Regions from separate parts of the Sus scrofa genome. Here region 1 is linked to region 2. A link is a contact called in public HiChIP or PLAC-seq data. All regions are on one chromosome and are shown on one strand. Each heading gives the region's core, a stretch centred on a gene start, on an enhancer-like site or on the middle of the called end of the contact. The rest is flanking DNA. Distances are from core to core; before and after follow the strand shown.

The links. HiChIP or PLAC-seq counts read pairs in DNA pulled down with a chosen protein or histone mark.
Region 1: an H3K27ac HiChIP or PLAC-seq map of alveolar macrophages shows a contact between it and region 2. The contact joins the promoter of MCMBP here to the promoter of BAG3 in region 2. A contact is called at or near these places in 2 of 5 promoter capture datasets (fetal liver and liver) and 2 of 2 datasets of contacts at active chromatin or transcription factors (alveolar macrophages and skeletal muscle).

What each region holds. Positions count from the first base shown.
Region 1 is chr14:129,740,151-129,745,482 of Sscrofa11.1, reverse strand. It overlaps MCMBP (minichromosome maintenance complex binding protein), which reads left to right and starts at 3,278. Exons shown (of 16, transcript NM_001243591.1): 1 at 3,278-3,546. The coding sequence starts at 3,489.
Region 2 is chr14:129,507,533-129,512,214 of Sscrofa11.1, reverse strand. BAG3 (BAG family molecular chaperone regulator 3) reads right to left here and starts at 1,975. Exons shown (of 5, transcript XM_021073458.1): 1 at 1,386-1,975; 2 at 1,204-1,383. The coding sequence starts at 1,574.

The DNA of each region.
Region 1 (5,332 bases), core at 2,029-4,528, 230 kb before region 2:
CTCTTAATAAAGTTAAATTATAATGGTGTTTAGATTAATATTCAACTTCTAAGATTATCATGTTATTTAAACACTGTTAATAGCCAAGTCATGTAATAAAGTGTGATTATTTTAATTTTCTATACTTTTTTTTTGCTTTTTAGGGCTGCACCCATGGCATATGAAAGTTCCCAGCTAAGGGTGGAATTGGAGCTGTAGCTGCATGCCTATGCCATAGCCACAGCAATGCCAGATCGAAGCCATATCTGTGATCTACACCACAGCCCACGGCAACACCGGATCCCTAACCATCTGAGTGAGGCCAGGGATGGAACCCACATCCTCATGGATATTAGTTGGATATCTTCCCACTTTGCCACAACGGGAACACCCTGCTATACAAATTTCTGTTTTTCTAGCCTTAAGGCGTGGAACACTCTCCCCTCACACCTTTCACCTAGCTAGCTCCTATTTATCTTTCAAGTCCCAGCCTAAATGTCACATTTTCAGGAAATCTCTGAAGGACCCTTCCTTCCCCCCTTTCCCACAACCTTCCCTCACTAGAGCAGATGGTGCTGTTCATTCCTTTTATAGAACTTCACTGTTTCTTGCCTGGCATCCATCATGGTTGTAAACGAATAATTATTTAGTAATAAGCTTCTCACTGAACTGTACATTCCACGAGGGCAGGGATGGTACCTCCCTTTTCATCCCAGTATTTCCAATAACTTCAGTAATAACTTACAGACAGGATTACTTCATGCCCTCCTTAAAAATATGGACTTGAGGAGTTCCCCAGTGGCTCACTGGGTTAAGGATCCAGTGCTGTCACTGCTGTGGTTGCATCCTTGGCCCAGAACTTCTGCATGCCGCAGCCATGGCAAAAAAAAAAAAAATACTTGGGGTGGGGACAGAAATGTGATTATCAGTGATGGGAAAAAAAGTCTTGCCATGGTGATATATTCTCATGGACCTACTCGTGGCCTTTAAAATTTTTTTTTTTTTTCTTTTTAGGGCCACACCTGCAGCATATGGAGTTCCTTGGCAAGGGATCAAATCAGAGCTGCAGCTGTCAGTCAGCCTACACCACAGCCACAGCAATGCCAGATCCTTATCCTGGTGAGTGAGGCCAGGGATCAAACCTGCATCCTCATGGATACTAGTCAGGTTTGTTTCCACTGTGCCACAACGGGAACTCCGGGCCTTTAAAATTTTGATCATAACTGCTTATGTAGTACCAAAACATCTTGTCATGGGAAAATTAGAGGGTAAAATTATTCACATTATAAGGTAATTGCGCTTTGGCAGGATCACAGTTGTCTAAGTAAAATCTGAGCAATTGTTGTTTATAAATTACTAAATACAGAAGGAGACACCAAAAGCTGAAGTGTTCCTAGCCACTGCTGAATTGGTATTCAGCTGCCATTTCATATAAAGTCAGTCTGAAATGGTTATAATTAAAAGCATGACATGCATTTAATTTGCATATTTCTGGCCAGGAAGCTAAACTAGGGGGTTTTTCCATTTAACACCAAGGTCCTGGCAATTGTCTCTGCTAAAGGAATGAATGAGTGAAATGGTGGTAATGCCAGATTTTAAACCATTTTCTCAGCTCACACAAACTCACAAGAGCCAGATGTATATAATACAGTAAGCCTATTACCATCATCCCTTGGTGTCCGTTGGGGTGAGTTGGTTCCAGGACCCCACGGGTATCTGCAGATGCTCAAGTCCATTATATAAAACGAATGTTCTGGGAGTTCCCGCTGTGGTGCAGTGGGTAGCAGCTCAGGTGGCTGTGGAGGCATGGGTTTGATCCCCAGCCCAGCACAGTCGTTTAAAGAACTAAAGTATCCAGGGATGCTGCAATGTAGGTTGCAGCTGTGGCTCAGATGCAATTCCTGGTCTGGGCGCTTCCATATGCCCCAGGTGCAGCCAGACAATTGGAAAAAAAAAAGAAAGAAAGAAAAAAAAGTTCTCTTTATGGCTTGGTGGGTTAAGGACCAAACATTGTCTCTGTGAGGATGTGGGTTTGCTCCAAGCCCTCACTCAGCGGTTAAGGATGGATGGGACATTGCTGCAAGCTACAGCGTGGGTCAAACAAGTAGCTCGGATCCGGTGCTGCTGCGGCATAGGCAGCAGCTGCAGCTCGGACTCAACCCCTAGACTGGGAACTTTCATAAAGGTGCAGCTGTTTAAAAAAAAAGTACTCTGCCCCCTGTATTTGCAAATTCCGCATCCTCAATTCAACCAACCTTGACCTCCCCAACCCCCACCCCACCAATGGGGAGAATAAATAGTTGAAGATGACAAATAAAAACACCCCCTTTGGCCCCTAAGAGGTCTTGAGATCTGAGCTCAGTTCTCCAGCTGCCCGCTTTCTGGGCTCCATTCAGATCCTTCCTCTCTTAACACGACCTGTTTTCAGCTGATGAGCAGGGTTTTCTCAGACCTATTCCAGGCCTAGGGGAAACTATTTCACTACAGAACTTGGGTATTTCCAAATTTCCTCATTCGAAGGTTACTGTTGACTTATCTTGTGTGTGCTACCACTGTCTGAGGGTATCCTGACACATTCTGCAGGAACCTCCCCAAAGCGCACTTTCCAGCTTCTAGGCAGGGTATATTTTCACAGTTATGAACTTGCCTCTCACTTAGGACCTAGTCCCTCTACAAGGCCTGAGATGGCAGCAAAGGGAGCTTGCAGACTTTCAAATTCCCCTATCTAAACACACACCTGCCTGGGGGGCTGAGACTTCATCTGAGGGCAAGTCACTGCATAGGGTTTTGGGCAGGGAACGAAAGAGAGTTGCCATCAGAAAAAAAAAAAAAAAAGAAAGGCAATTAGAGGAAGGTGGGCAGACACGAAAGGCTGCTTTATCCTCTAATTTTGCCCAGAGATAACTTTGAAGTCTCTTTGGGTTTGTGCTTTTGGACTGCTACAGCCTCCAAACCGTGCAAGGCCTCGCATCATGAAAAACGAACCGGACTTCGGGAGTCTCCCCCTTCGAGCTGGCAGCGAGAGACACCCAGCACCACTCGCCTTCAGCCCCCGACGCCAGGGTCGGAGCTCCGGAGGCCGCGCCTGCCCTTCCTTTCGCCCGTCTCCAAGATGGCGACCGCTCCGCCGCCGCGGCCCCGCCCCGGGCCGGCCGGCCCCCCGCCCAGTAGGCCGGCCCCGCCTTCCCGCCCGGGGCCGCGCAGCGCGCTCCCGCCGCCCCTCCCCGCGCGAGCTCCACCCAGGTCGCAGGCAGCGCGGTCGGCGGCGCCTATTTCCCGCCATTGTGCGAAGTGGAGGCTGGGGGCTCCGCACGCGGCGCCTGCCAGTAGCCGGCAGCTCCTCGGCTGCTGCTGCCACAGCCGCTGTTCTCTGAGGCGCCGGGAGGCCGAGCGGCCGGTGCCGCGAGGCTCACCCTGCGTGGGAGGGCGCGGGCGAGGAGCGGCCGAGCCCCCGAGGAGGAGCCGCGGCGCGGGACGCCGGGCCGCGCCGGCTCCGGCCCGTCGGCGAGATGCCCTGTGGGGAGGATTGGCTCAGCCACCCGCTGGGGATCGTGCAGGGCTTCTTCGGTGAGTGGCGGCCCCGGGGGCGGGCCGGGCGGGCCGCCGAGTTGACCGAGCCCCGGGCCCGGCCCCGCTGCGCGGCCCCACGCGGGGCCACCTCGAGGGCTCGCGCGGCCGAGACGGTCAGCCGGGCCTGCGCCGGTCCGCCTTAGACACCCCGGACCGCGGGCCGCGGCTTCCCGGGCCGGGCCGCAGGTGCCTCCCACCTGCCCGATTCGCGGTTCGCGAGCGGCCAAGGTTACGCGGCGAGGAGCTGGCGGCCGGCCGTGATTGACGGCCCGGCTTCCCTTGGTGGCACTGCTGGGGCCCTAGCCCGGCGGCAAAACTCGGACGGGTCCTTGAACCTTGGGGAGGGCTCGCAGAGATGGGGTGAAGGAAAAGCACTTTGCCTATGGGAAGCCTGCGGGGTATTTCAAAACTTCCGGTGTGTCGGGGGAGTGCTCGCTCGCTCGCTCGCAGCAGAAGTTGGCTCCAACTCCTGTATTACACACATCCTCGCGTTTCGAGATAAGATTTAGTGTAATAGCTTCATTTTTCTTTTGGGATGCCTTTAAAACCGCTTGGTCTCCATCTCCTCCTTGTGCCAGAGCTAGTAAGAAATGTTGAACTCCTTAAATGCGTTCCTACATAGAAAGAGCTCAGAATGTTGCAGACAGGCTTAGTAAATTTTAGTTGGAATTATCGTCAATGCCACTCTTCTGCTAGGGTCCACTAAGGAAAATTTAGGTTTGTTTGCCGTTACCTGGGCATTTTGGCCCTACTTTCCATGTCTTTTGCACTTAGGAGGGGTGGAGGCAAACCCAGCCAGCAATCACTGTTAGATCAGAACACCTGACTTGTCAGGAGGTAACAAAGTTGTAGGTAGAGTGGCCTTCATCACTTAAGGCATCGTGGGATATTAATGAGAATGCCTATTAAGAAGCTAAATTGTTTCCAGCAGCCGAAACTGAAGGCAGAAAATGTATGTATTCCTTGTGGGAAAGACTCACTCAGCAATTCTTTATTCATTTTCCTTATAGCTTGAACTAGTATAGCTATCTGGTTTCCTAGGCAGAAGCTAGAGGCAGCAAATTAGAAGGCCTGGGTTGGCATCTGGATTGTAGCTAATGAGGAGTGACAATCTGATAAAGAAGAAATTAAATCTGTATGTAGCTTAAATTAAAAAACAACAACAGTGTATATCCATCAAGGGTGCTTTTGAGGAAGGGGCATTTATCTCTACTATATACTGGTAATTGTTGTTTATAATGAGTATGGGAACTTATCATTGATTTCCAAAATAATGGCCCAGAATGTGGAGTAAAGATTAAATTGCAGGGAGTATCCATTGTGGTGAAGTGGAAACGAATCCAACTAGTATCCATGAGGATGTGGGTTTGATCCCTGGCCTTGCTCAGTGGGTCCAGGATTCAGTGAGAGCTGTGGTATAGGTCACCGACACAGCTCAGATCTGGCATGGCTGTGATGTAGGCATGGAGCTGCAGCTCCTATTCAACCCCTAGCCTGGGAACTTCCATATGCTGCAGGTGTGGCCCTAAAAAAGCCAAAAAAAAAAAAAAAAAAAAAAAATTGCGCAATTGGCTTAAGAGGATGCAGACTCATGGGTACTTATTCGGAAATGTCTTTCAAAAGTAAGTTTTTGTGGAGTTCCCATTGTGGCTCAGCCTTAACGAACCCTACTAGTATCCATGAGGTCTCCAGTTCCATCCCTGACCCTGCTCAGTGGGTTAAGGATCCAGTGTTGCCGTGAGCTCTGGTGTAGGCTGGCAGCTGCAGTTCTCATTTGACCGCT
Region 2 (4,682 bases), core at 726-3,225:
CACTGTTGGGCACCAGAACTTTATATACACTTTTAAGAAAAAAGTACATTAAAATGAAAATGGATAACAGATCTTTCTTCTGAAATAATGACTTACAAAGCCTTTAATTTGGTGAATTTTTAAGTCTTCAAAATAACTTACCAGCTCATGACTTTTATTTTTATTTTGCCCAAACAACATTAACGCTACCCTTAATGTAGACCTCTTTTTGCCAAGCTTTATCTTTTGAAAAAGCTCAAATGGACAGAAAAATCACGAGAAAAGTACAGTCATAATTTTTTAAACACTCATTCCGAGTTTATATTTTCAAAATTTCAGGCTCCTAAGGATTAAGAAGTATATACCCTTACATAAATGTAAATAAGGCATACATCTGTATTCACAAAAGCATTACTACTCAATTATTTGTGTATTAGAAACAAATCCTGGGTATTGTAGTAACATAACAAGGAAAGGAATGTATTGCCATTTAAAAAAAAACAACAACACTTTTTCTCGCCAGTGTGAGGCAATGTCTAAGTCAATAGCCAACTAGGCGACAGTCTCACGTCTTTAGTTTAAAATTGCCTGGGAGAACAGCATCTTTTTTTTTTTTTTTTTAACAAGTCATTCTAGAATATATTCTTATCGAAAACAGTTTCAAACAAGAATACAATTTTAATTTCAAATTCAAGGGGCGGGGGGGATGTATTTACGTCAGTCTCCTGAGTCACTCTGTGCCTCAGGTGGAAGACTGAAGTCAAGATACCCTCAAGCAAGTTCTGGAACTTTGGGAGGTAAAAGTCCTTAGAGATCCTAAGAGACCCCCCCATCCAAGCTTGCCAAAGGCCCCCTGGCGTCCGACCAAGCGTGATCAGCAGAGTGAAACCAGGCTCTCAGCCCTGGAAGCCGGGCGGAGGCCGCGGTGGGGCCTGGCCCGGGCCTCCGAGGCTGACCAGGCCGATCGCCCCTCGCCTCCTGGCCCACGGCCCCTCGAATCCAGCCGGTGGACCGGACCTGGCACCATGGGGCGGGTCGCACTTCCCGCCCGACCTCCGGAAACCAGATGCAGCCCAGAGAGGACAGTCCTCCCCGGGGCCTCCCCCTCGCCCCGACGCCGGCCAAGGGCGGGCCTGGGGAGGGGGCTCCTGGGACGCGGCAGGCCGACTCCTGAGAGCTGGTGTCCACTTGGGGGTCTGTACGTTCCCAGTGGCCTTCACTGACCTCTGGGACACCGGCGCGGGCGGGCTGTGGCCGGCAGGCACCCTGCTCCTCGCGTCCCCGCAGCCCGGCCCAGTCCAGCCCGCCACCCCCATCCCCGAAGCCCTGTCCCGCCGCTCGCCGTCGGGGCGCGGGGGGGGTGGGGGTGGGGGGAAGTGCTGGCCAGAGTGCAGCTCGGGTCCCGCTTACCTTGGGGCCCTCGGGGGCACGCGCGGGTCGTTCCACGTCGTGGTGCGGCTGTTGTGGTCCACGAAGAAGGGCCAGCCGGTTTGCGGATCGATCTTGATTTCCCAGCCGGGGGGCAGGGGGTCGCGGTCGCCGGCGCCGTTGCCGGACGCCATCTGAACCATCGGCGAGTGGGTGGCAGCGCTCATGCTGGGTCGGGGTCGGCCCGGAGGGGCAGCCGCCGGGGTGCCGGGTCACAGGGTCGCGGGGTGCCGGACTTCCAGGCGCAGAGTGGCTCGCTGGCCGAGGCCGGAGCTAGAGTCTTGTGGGCTGCCGACGTGTCCGGGAAGCCGGCGCTGGGCACCTTTATGAATTAAAGGAGGGGGTGACGTGGCCGGAGAGGGCTGGAAGTGTCTGGAAATAGCCTCCACGCTGCCAAAGGGGAAGGAGGAGATAAAGGGAGGTAGCAACTGGCCGGCTAGAAACTTCTGGTCCCATCCAGAGAAGTTGGCGGCGGCGAGGGCTGGATGCGGAGCTCCGCCCTGAGTCATCGGCTATAATCGTGGCGGGGCGGGGCGTGGGCGTGGTCACGGGCGTGGCCTCCCTGCCGCCCCTCCTCCACCCCACCTCCTCCCTCGCGCCAGCTTCCTGGGTGGGTGTCACCCGGCTGAGACAGCCTCAGGGTGGGCCAAGGTGCACCCGAGGCATCTCCCTGATGCTGGCTGACTGGACCAGCGAGCCCCAGGGACGTCGTCTTTGTGTCCTGGGCGGTTTCGGTTTTCAGACTGCCTCTTCCTGTTCTTAGGACTGGGAGTCCGCACTCAAGAGTATCTGCTGCAGTTCCTTATAAAAACAAAGTCATCGTTAGCCTTTAAAGTCTTTGGGTTTAAACCAGAGTCTCTCCCCACCTCTCATTTGTACCCCCATATACTGATACTCGGGGCACTGGTGTCCCTCCGTTATGTTTTAATCACTTTTCTCCCTTGGGCTTAACGGCTGTCGGAAGGAGCGCTGGAATGTTGACCTGACACAGTAACCAAGCCAGGGGAAAAATGGAAGTGCAAATGGAAACTCACCTGCCTTTCTTTCAAAAAAACCTGAAGACAGAAAGATTGCATCAGCCCATGGTTTTATGCTCCTGAACCTCATAACTCAAATAAGAAACTATCATTGCTGAACAACTTTAAAGAAAAAAACACATTATTTGGAGTTTTGGTCTTTTTTATGGTAGAGGTTGGTTCTTGCTGTCTTAAAATTTGAGCTTTACTTGAGAAGTAGGGAACAAATTGAATCATTAAATGTATTTGTTGGGTTGTTTCAATAATCGCACTTGCAGCCTGAACCCAACACCTCAATTCCTCTGGGAGAGAGAGTGTGTGCCCCCCAGAGGGAGAATGTTGGGGAGGTACTAGTTTAAATCTTTGGGCCTGAGACTCATTCCTTTCTCCAGAAGCACTTTGAGAAGGTGCCATGGCTTAATACTGGGCCCAATTTTCCAACTCAAATGCAGAGACTACCCAGGAACCCTCAGAGGCAATACCTTTCCTCTCTTCCTGCCCTCAAATTACTCCTTTTGGAGCAAACGATAAGAGGCCTACCAATCATTTCCAATGGAATGATTCTCACTTACACAGGTGTTCTTATCAGCTTTAAAGTACAAAATTCAGTTTTGGGAAAACGCAGAGACGATTAAGCCCCAAGGACTGACTCAGGTACCAAACACACAAGAGACTGATGTATAAACCCAAATGCCAGTGCACTAATTTACCCTAAGTACTACTATTGAAGGAGCTGGACCCTCAAGCGCCTTATTCAGTGGCTTTTTTGGAGGGGAGTCGCACCCCAAGCTTATGGAAGTTCCCAGGCTAGGGGCTGAATTGGAGCTGTAGCTGCTGGCCTTCGCCAGAGCCGCAACAACACCAAATCCAATCCGTGTCTGCAACCTACGCTACAGCTCACAGCAATGCCAGATCCTTAATACACTGAGCAAGGCCAGGGATCAAATCCACATCCTCATGGATACTAGCTGGACTCGTTACTGCTGAGCCACGATGAGAACTCCCGTCAGGAAGAACTTATTTCTGGAGACCTGAGCTCCAGAATCTATATTCAATAATATTGATGTATACTGAAGACTGATTCTAAAGTGAATTTTTATTTCTCTTTCCTTTACTCCATTTGCATTCTATGACAACTACATTTACACACTGAGAGCATTCTTTGCTGATGTTTTGTTTGCAGGTGCACTAGACAGGAGCAAGGAGGAAGCAAGTTCTCCTGGGGCTAATATCGTTGCTTCTGGGAGTTATGTTCCACCAGGGACTTCAAGAGGGTTTGTCTAAAATGGAGCCATAAGTCTTGGAGAACTACCTGGAAGAAGCTCCTTTGAGCCATGCTGAATAACAAGGAGCATGTCTGACCTTGGTGCCTTTTTTCCTTCTAAGTCTTGGGATGCTCTTTCCCCAGGTGCTAGAGACTGGAGGTTTCTATCCTCCCAAAGGTCATATGTTGAAACCTATTCCCCAGTGTGATGCTATTTGGAGGTGGGACTTTTGGGAAGTGATTAAGTCATGAGGATGAAGCCCTGGTGAATGGGTTCAATACCCTTATAAAAAACACCCCAGAGGAGTTCCCGTCATGGCACAGCGGAAACGAATCCGACTAGGAACCATGAGGTTGCAGGTTCAATCCCTGGCCTTGCTCAGTGGGTCAAGAATCTGGTGGTGTTGCCTTGAGTTGTGGTGTAGGTCACAGACATGGCTCGGATCTGGAATTGCTATGGCTCTGGCGTAGGCCTGCAGCAACAGCTCCGATTAGACCCCTAGCCTGGGAACCTCCATATGCCATGGGTGCAGCCCTAAAAAGACAAACAAACAAACAAAAAACCCCAGAGAGCTCCCTCACTGCTTGCTTCCTCAAGTGAGAAGTGAGAAGACAGATGTTCCTCTGGCCCCTACTAGACACCGAATCCACTGATGCCTTGATCTTGGACTTCCCAACCTCCAGAACTGTAAGAAATTTCTTTCTTTCTCTTTCTTTCCTTCCTCCCTCCCTTCCTTCCTTCCTCCCTCCCATCCTTCCTTTCTTGCCACACCTGTGGCACATGGAAGTTCCTGGGCTAGGGGTCAAATCAGAGCTACAGTAGAGGGAACACGGGATCTGAGCTTCATCTGTGACCTACACCGCAGCTTGCAGCAACACCAGATCCTTAACCCACTGAGGGATGCCAGGGACAGAACACACATCCTCACAGAGACAACATGGTGTTCTTAACCCACTAAGCCACAATGGGAACTCCAGGAATAAATTTCTGTCAT